Regions from separate parts of the Danio rerio genome. Here region 2 is linked to region 1. A link is a contact called in public Micro-C data. All regions are on one chromosome and are shown on one strand. Each heading gives the region's core, a stretch centred on a gene start, on an enhancer-like site or on the middle of the called end of the contact. The rest is flanking DNA. Distances are from core to core; before and after follow the strand shown. Region 1 overlaps cert1a (ceramide transporter 1a). Region 2 holds the start of fam169aa (family with sequence similarity 169 member Aa).

Region 1 (3,801 bases), core at 984-3,483:
TCAGGGGAAAACAGGGTGGAAGGTTTTGGGGACATAGTAACACACACACACATACATAAATATACACACAAATAGAGGGATGGATGGATGTAGACCAAGTGCAAACCAACAGTGGTTTGACAATACAAGTTTTCAAAGCAAGTAATGAATGTTTTGACTGAAATTTTTGATTAAAAAACTAAAGAAAACACCCATGAATAGGAAAGAAACTAAAGTGGAAATAGGATAATAACGGGATGATAGGTTCAATATTTTACTCAAATCTCAAGTAAGATAGACGATTTGTTTGGATGTAAAACAAAAAAAAAAAAGCATTTTATGTTATTGAAGGCATGTAATTGTGTCTGTAGTTAACTTTTTTTTTTTTTTTTTTTTAGAGTTTTTGATTGAATTTATATTCCAAAATTGCATTTTTACATTTTATACCACCCACACAGTACCTAATGATTTCTAAACCAAAACAAAAAATACTAAAGGGTTCAGCAACAAATAAAAATAAATAAATAAAAAAAAAAAAAAAAAAAATCACATACATTTAATTAAATAAGAAATAAAGAAATTCAAATAATAAAGATAGACACAAAATACATACATGCATACCAAACAGAATAAAAATGCATTAATTTGTAGCCTAGCAACATGTAAGGTGACAGTGCTGGAAAATTTCAAGTCCTGACGTGCCAACCTTTCCCAACCCCCTTCCCCTCTCCATTTCCAACTATGCTTCAGATCCTCATACAGTCCTGTCACAGTAAAGGCAAAAATGCCCAAAAATACAAATCTGGTGCGAGGGGTAATCTCTGTACAAAATGCAATCGCTGCTGCACACGAGAACAAAAACTGTCTACATGTGGCACCCAAGCATGCAAGCTATCCATATAAACACCCAGATATTTATAAGAGCACACTTGTTTAATGGGCTCTGCGTCAATAAACACAGGTAAATGATTCCCAATTGACTTTGGATCAAAAATTATTTCCTCAGTTTTGTTGATTTTAATAAAATGGTAGTTTAAAGTGCACCCTTTAGCAAACCTTTCAACCTCTAAATGGTAAACTGAGGGGTTACTGTGTTCATACAAATGGCTAAGTACAGCTGTGTCATCTGAGTATTTTACTACAAGGTTACTGGAATTATGACTTTGTAAACATTACATTACTGTACAATACAGTAGCGCAATAGGTAGTGCTGTCGCCTTACAGCAAGAAGGTTATGGTTCGAGCTTCGGCAGGGTTAGTTGGCATTTCTGCGTGGTGTTTGCATGTTCTCCCAGTATTCGTGTGTGTTTCCTCCAGGTGCACCGGTTTCCCCCACAAGTCCAAAGACATGCGGTACAGGTGAATTGCTAAAGCTAAAATTGTTCGTAGTTATGTGTGTGAATGAGAGTGTATGGGTGTTTTCCAGTGATGGGTTGCGGCTGGAAGGGCATCCGCTGCCTAAAAACATATGCTGGATAAGTTGGCGGTTTATTCCGCTGTGGCGACCCCAGATTAATAAAGGGACTAAACCGAAAAGTAAATTAATGAATAAATAAACATTGTAAACAAAATTAGGGAGCTAACAGAGCCTTGGGGAACACCTGTGCTTGTCCTTCTGATCTCTGATGAGCTGTTATCAACCCTGTCCTGCTGCTTTTGATTAGTTGCTAATAAATATATTATTATATGAATTATGCTAATAAATGTTTTCTTCAATCAATGCTGAAAACAACTAAGCTGCTTCAGCTTACTATGGTAGCTGATTTACTATGGTAGCCATTTTACAGCAGTTATTTAAAATAGAAATCTTTTGAAATGGTACAGTTTTGATCCATAAAAGTGCTTATTTAAAAAAAAAAAACAAGACTGCATGCATTACTGACTTCATTCATTCATTCATTCATTCATTCATTCATTCATTCATTCATTCCACTCCCCTCATCACTCGACCTCAGGAACTTAAACTAAGCTTCAAGTTTGCTTACAAACAAAATCAAACAAATGTCAGTTCAGGATCTAAACTGAGAATCCACAGCAGAACAATGACATGAGGCAGGACCTCTGCCAGCCTCACACTTCAGTGAAAGCAAACACACCCGCTTCAACTGTCTCTCCAGCTACAGATGCCACCAAAGATACCATTGTGTCTTGCATCTTTGAAAGCCCATTCATTAAATAAAGGGTGGAACCAATTTCATCCATACTGAAAACTAGCTTGAATAGCCAACAGAAAGCCAGCATTCAACTCAGCAAATAAGTCAAATGCTGTGTCAACAAAACATCAGGTACAGCGTTAAACCTTCACTTGAGAAGCTTTGGGTGTTGTACACAAGACATTTAAGGAGTAATTCAGTTTAATGCATAATAAATTAGATTACTTCTGAAACTGTGAGGTGTGGTTAAGGCAGAATCACTAAAACACCCTTACCTGTTTTTAAAGTGTCACAAGACAACACCCGACAACTATCAAAAGGTGGAAACGTGACTCAACTAAACGACATAATCAAACAACAACACCAGAAAATACACAGAGGAAACACAAACAACTCAAATATATTCAGTCTAAAAACACATTCATTCAGACATTTCAAACTGAAGGCAAACAACTGGTCAACTGAAGCATGTCAAACCTACAGTGAAGAAGCTGCTCTGAGTACACAGAGGAATCCAGTTTTCATTAGCACTCCGTAGAGACCCAGATACCCAGTTCACTACGGAAGCACTGCACACCGTAGTCATCCTCTACAATACAAATCACAGTCCTCAAATTAGGAATTCTTGGGAGTTTCACCAAAAGCTTCATTCAGTGCAAAGGTCCATCTTTTCTGACAGTGAAAAATCACACCCGCCTAGTCCCTGAGGCGGCTGGAATTCATGAAGCTGCTTCCTGGCTCGGGATATATTCCGGGGGCTGGACTGTAGATGGAAAAAAAACTGGTCTGGCAAGTGGCAGCAGAAGCTTTACACTGAAACGCTAATGGCGTGTGGTTTGAAGACGTGCTCCCACATAGAGTGGACATGAATGAGAGGAATGCAAAGCTTCCGGAGACTGGATGCACTTTTGTTTTAATGAATGTGCATTTGTGACTCATCCAGAAATTAAGGTGTTATGTGGGAAGTGTATGGGAATTTAAATAGCAGCCAGACAAAGCTGTAAGATGCTGAAATGCGTTATCTAATAACGGGGGATTCAGCACTGTGGAAAAAGCATTAGCTATTATGAAAATGAGAAATTATTAATATTTCCTATAAAACTGAAACTGTTTTTTATTGTAGACTTGTACAATTTTACAGTCAAAAGGGGAAGATATTTCGAAGAATGTCCAAAATGGAACAAAATGAAAATTTATTCTTGGCTTTCTAAAATATATAGATGAATAATATAACTGCAAAGTAAAGTTACACAGGAGAAAAATATATATCAAACACATTAAACAGAGCAATTAGGCAATTTGTTAGCAGAGCAGGTGTCTGTTAGAACTTCTTAAGGGGCAAACTGCATTAAAAGTGCTAACGATATCTTATTACACATCTCTCTCTGTAATACTTGCTTCTGATTGGCTAATCTCGACATTCCAAGGTGTGTTATTCCTAGATAACAACAATAATGCAGGCTTATCTTGGCTATATTCATATATGCTGTTGTTGACTGTTTGGTGCCATCTTGTGACTGAATACTTATTGTGCTGTTTTGGTTTGTCAGTTTTAAATGACCTTAGAGTACTTAAAAGTGTTTTGTGTTTAATGGTTTAGTTTTGTGGGAAGCAGCCATGTAATAAGGGGTACAATGTACATCTAGCGGAATAAAGCCCTTCAATAAAA
Region 2 (4,063 bases), core at 105-2,604, 130 kb before region 1:
GATTATTAGCATATGTGCTGTTGTACTTTCTTTAAAGTCTCTTCAATCATTCATTTTCATTCACCTTAGTCACTTTATTTATCAGGGGTCGCCACAGTGGAATGAACCGCCAACTATTCCAGCATATGTTTAAAGCTATTTAAAATAATTTATCATAACTTTTTGTCATTTTTTGTCAACATAACCACACCAACTGCAATATATTAATGAAGCTTTTTATTTATTTGAATAAAGAAATCACAAAACACAAACTTTCTGACAACTTTCACACAAAGCGAATGCTTAATCCAGTTACAATGCTATTAAAATTATCTAAAGTTTGTACACACAGAAATGTTACATTACAATGTTGTCACTGGGACTGTATTTAAAAGCTACAATTTTGTACTTTTATAATACTTAAGTACTGCAACAGTGTCAGATTTCGAACGTGTATTTCTGTGAAAGGTCGTCAGTACATGGATCGCCTGACAATAGGTTTGGTAACACGGTGTACTTAAAGCGCCCTAAAGCTCGTGGGTGTGTGTGCAACCTCGCTGCAGGAATCTTCGCATTTAAAGTCCCACGAACTAACCAATAACCAACCCAACACTTTTGCACAAGTTACTCCATCTCAACCAGCAAAACTTGTCTGTAAAACATTTAAAGACAAATACATCAACACTTGGAACCCTTTGTTTATGTTTTGTAATTAGTTGAAACTTGTTTTTGGTGGGTTTGAGTAAGGATAGCTGTGTATGCGCGCATGTTTGCAAACATTTCTATATTTTAACATCTAAGGATTATGTGGGCCCGTCGAGTGATTTCAAGCTACTGTTTAGCTGGAGTGAGCAGGATTCAGTTGCAGTAGCCTACAACACAGGGAAAACATGCAGCCCCGAAAAGATTGCAATTGCATAATACAGCGCACATATGTCATTAATAATGAACTAATTGATTTAAACATTCCAGTCGTGCTGTTACATGTTCTGCAGCTCTGCAAGGGGGAAACTGGTGTTTAAAAACAGCTTTCTGAAAATTATTATCAACACAAATGGTCAGACATATGAGTAAAAGTGATATTTTTCAATAAACATGCAGGATTTATTCAGTATAAACACTGCACCCTGTGAACTCGAGCAGGAGAAGCTTAGTAAACAAACACTAATCCAGCGCGCTGAAGATGCGTATTTGGCACGTCGCGCCATTACATTGTTGTTTTGATTTGAAGAACAAAATTAACCACCCAGAATGTGTCATAGAAAAAAAGAATAACTTACCTGGCTTTTTAAAATTCCCGGCGTTTATGATTTATTTTTTTATTCTCGTGAACCTCAGTGCATGAATATTACGTGGCTGTTACATAGTTGTGCATACGCGCGTGCCGAAGCTCCCTCCCTCTCGTTCCCTCCACTTTGAGCAGCGCACGAGCAGCCAACGGGAGAGGAGCGCACAATCGCGTTATGCAATCACAGACTAAATCTGGAACGCGTTTTATATAAAAAAAAACAAATAGATCTGACACCACGTAAACACATATGAAGTATTAGTGGAATTTAGAAGTCCATACTAAATCATAAAAGTAGGCATTTCAGATAAAATCGATGTACGGTCTTAAAATGATAACCCGGAAAAATTACTGATGCAGAAAATTATTCAGAGAAAGCAGAGAATGCTCAGAGAGCATAACAAGCCACGACTGAAAAAATAATCATCGGTTTGCCACTGGAAACAGTAAAGAAACACCCCAGAGGGTAGAGTCCAGCCCCCTACGTTTTTTTTCCACATGCCATTATTTTATTTGTTTTGCTATTGAATATTAGCCTATAAATCAGTGATATAATCTTTACAGACCCCCTATAATATATAAAACCAAAGTCACATGAATAACCAATACTGCACTCTCAGAAAAAATGTTGTATACCAAAGAAGGTACAAACCCTTGGCATTGGGGCAGTAACTTTTTATGGGACAGAATTGTACCTTAATACAAAGAAACTAATTTGTGCTATTGCAGTTTGTACTTTTAAGGACAAGGACATGATTTGACCCATGGAAAACCTAAATGTACCTTTGGTTTTTAAATCTGCAAAAACAATATTGTACCCCAAAGGCACAAATCTGATCTATGACAAACCACTATACAATACCACTACAGTGACAAGACATTTTGTACCCTAACATTGTCAAAGGTGTTTCTTCAAGAACTATTTAAATACATTTTGCTTCATCCAAAATGCCTCAGTTTATTTTCAGTAAATATAAAACATCAAATACATTTTTAAACAATGTTTTAAAGACGTTTCTTGTTGTGTAAATGCACCTTTTCCATTTATAATAAAGAATAAAAAAACACTAACATAAATCAAAATATCTATTTTTGCTAAACATTTCACAACTTTTTTCACAAAAAGTTACAGAAATACATTCTCCCATGTACAATATTAAACAAACAAACAAACAAACAAACAAACAAACAAACAAACAAACAAACCAAAAATCTCCAATTTTCACATGATGCCTTTGTAAGCATGTCAAAGTTCATTTAATTTACTTAATTTTAAAATAGAAATGCAAACATATTGTAATGAGATATGCACAATGTTTAATTAGTTTTACAATACTAAAATGTTTGCATGAACACTTTGTATATGCAGGACTTTCGCCAGATACTAGTGGAAGGCAAACACCAAAAGGTGCGAATATCAATAATGAAACTGTAATTATCAGTAGATGTTTTCTAAATGTTTATTAAAAAGCCTTACATGTTTACTTTCCAACACCTAAAGTTTTGTTTTACCATTTTTTTGTATTATAGAACTTAATAATAAATGTTTACGAGTTTCTTTAAACATACAGTTGAAGTTAGCATTATTAGCCCCCCTGAATTTTTAGACCGCTTGTTTATTTTTTCCCCAATTTCTGTTCGACAGAGAGATTTTTAAACACATTTCTAAACATAATAGTTTTAATAAATCATTTCTAAAAACAGATTTATTTTATCTTTGCCATGATGACTAAATAATGTTTGACTAGATATTTATCAAGACAGCCCAAAGTGACATTTAAAGGCTTAACTAATTAGCTAACTAGGCAGGTTATGGTAATTAGGCAAGTTATTGTATAACGAAGGTTTGTTTTGTAGACAGTCTTGAAAAAATATAGCTTAAAGGGGCTAATAATTTTGACCTTAAAATGGTGTTTAAAAAATTAAAAACTGCTTTTATTCTAGCCAAAATTAAACAAAAAAGACTTTTTCTGGAAGAAAAAATATTATCAGACATACTGTGAAAATATCCTTGCTCAGTTGAACGTTATTTGGAAAATATTTTAAAAAGAAAGTTAAAGGGATCTAATAACCTCAACTGTATGCTTTTAAATGAAGATTCTTGTTTTAATAGGAGTTTATTTATAAATCACTTTGCCTTTCCAGTACTATTTATTTTTAGAGATGTTGTAATAAAGGAGTTGTCCAACACTTATGTACCTTTTATATGAGAAATATTGTGTAGCTTCATTTCAATTAGACCATAAAAGGTACAGAACAGTACTATATAAGGTCTTATCTGTACCATAAGGTACAACTTTTACAAAGGTACTTAAGGAACATTAAGGTCCTTAAGGAACATTATTTGTACCACTGTGTACCTTTTTTCTGAAAGTGTTTAATATACAGACACATATTATAGTTTATGTGGTTCTAAATTTAAATATATTAAGTTAATATAATTATTGTTTGTACTTATCATATACTCTGTTCAGTTATATGCACATTGATTTGCATATAACAGTATTTGCTATTATTAATTTCACTTCACATGGAATTTGTGACAATCTGTTTAAATCTTACAGTTTTTTTATTTATTTAAATTTTTTTTTTTGATTGCTAAAACAATTTCTGAACCCTTTCTCCATTTTCTTACACCATTAAACACAAAACCTTATTTTCAAGTTCTATTACAGTGTTTCTCAACTGCTAAAACACTAAACCCTATTGTCTGAACCAAATGCTCCGTTGCCTGAACCCACTGATTGAATCAATCTATCTTTTGGCAAAACCATAAGCACTTTTCACCTGTTTAGA

The links. Hi-C and Micro-C count contacts between places; a contact is called where the count stands out from the background.
Region 2: a contact with region 1 is called in a Micro-C map of caudal fin, with 3 times the contacts expected there. The contact joins the promoter of fam169aa here to the enhancer-like site in region 1. A contact is called at or near these places in 2 of 18 Hi-C or Micro-C datasets (caudal fin and an unstated tissue).

The regions. Positions count from the first base shown.
Region 1 is chr5:55,032,158-55,035,958 of GRCz12tu, reverse strand. All of the region lies in intron 7 of cert1a (ceramide transporter 1a), which reads right to left. It also overlaps a transcript of arsk not described here. Among named protein-coding and RNA genes, the nearest start is that of cert1a, 39 kb to the right of the region's middle. Within about 2 kb of position 2,233, at least 2 of the 62 cell types and tissues checked have an H3K27ac peak or open chromatin away from gene starts, as enhancers often do. A contact at or near this core is called in caudal fin, where this site is marked.
Region 2 is chr5:55,159,616-55,163,678 of GRCz12tu, reverse strand. fam169aa (family with sequence similarity 169 member Aa) reads right to left here and starts at 1,354. Exons shown (of 10, transcript NM_001045367.1): 1 at 1,260-1,354. It also overlaps a transcript of arsk not described here.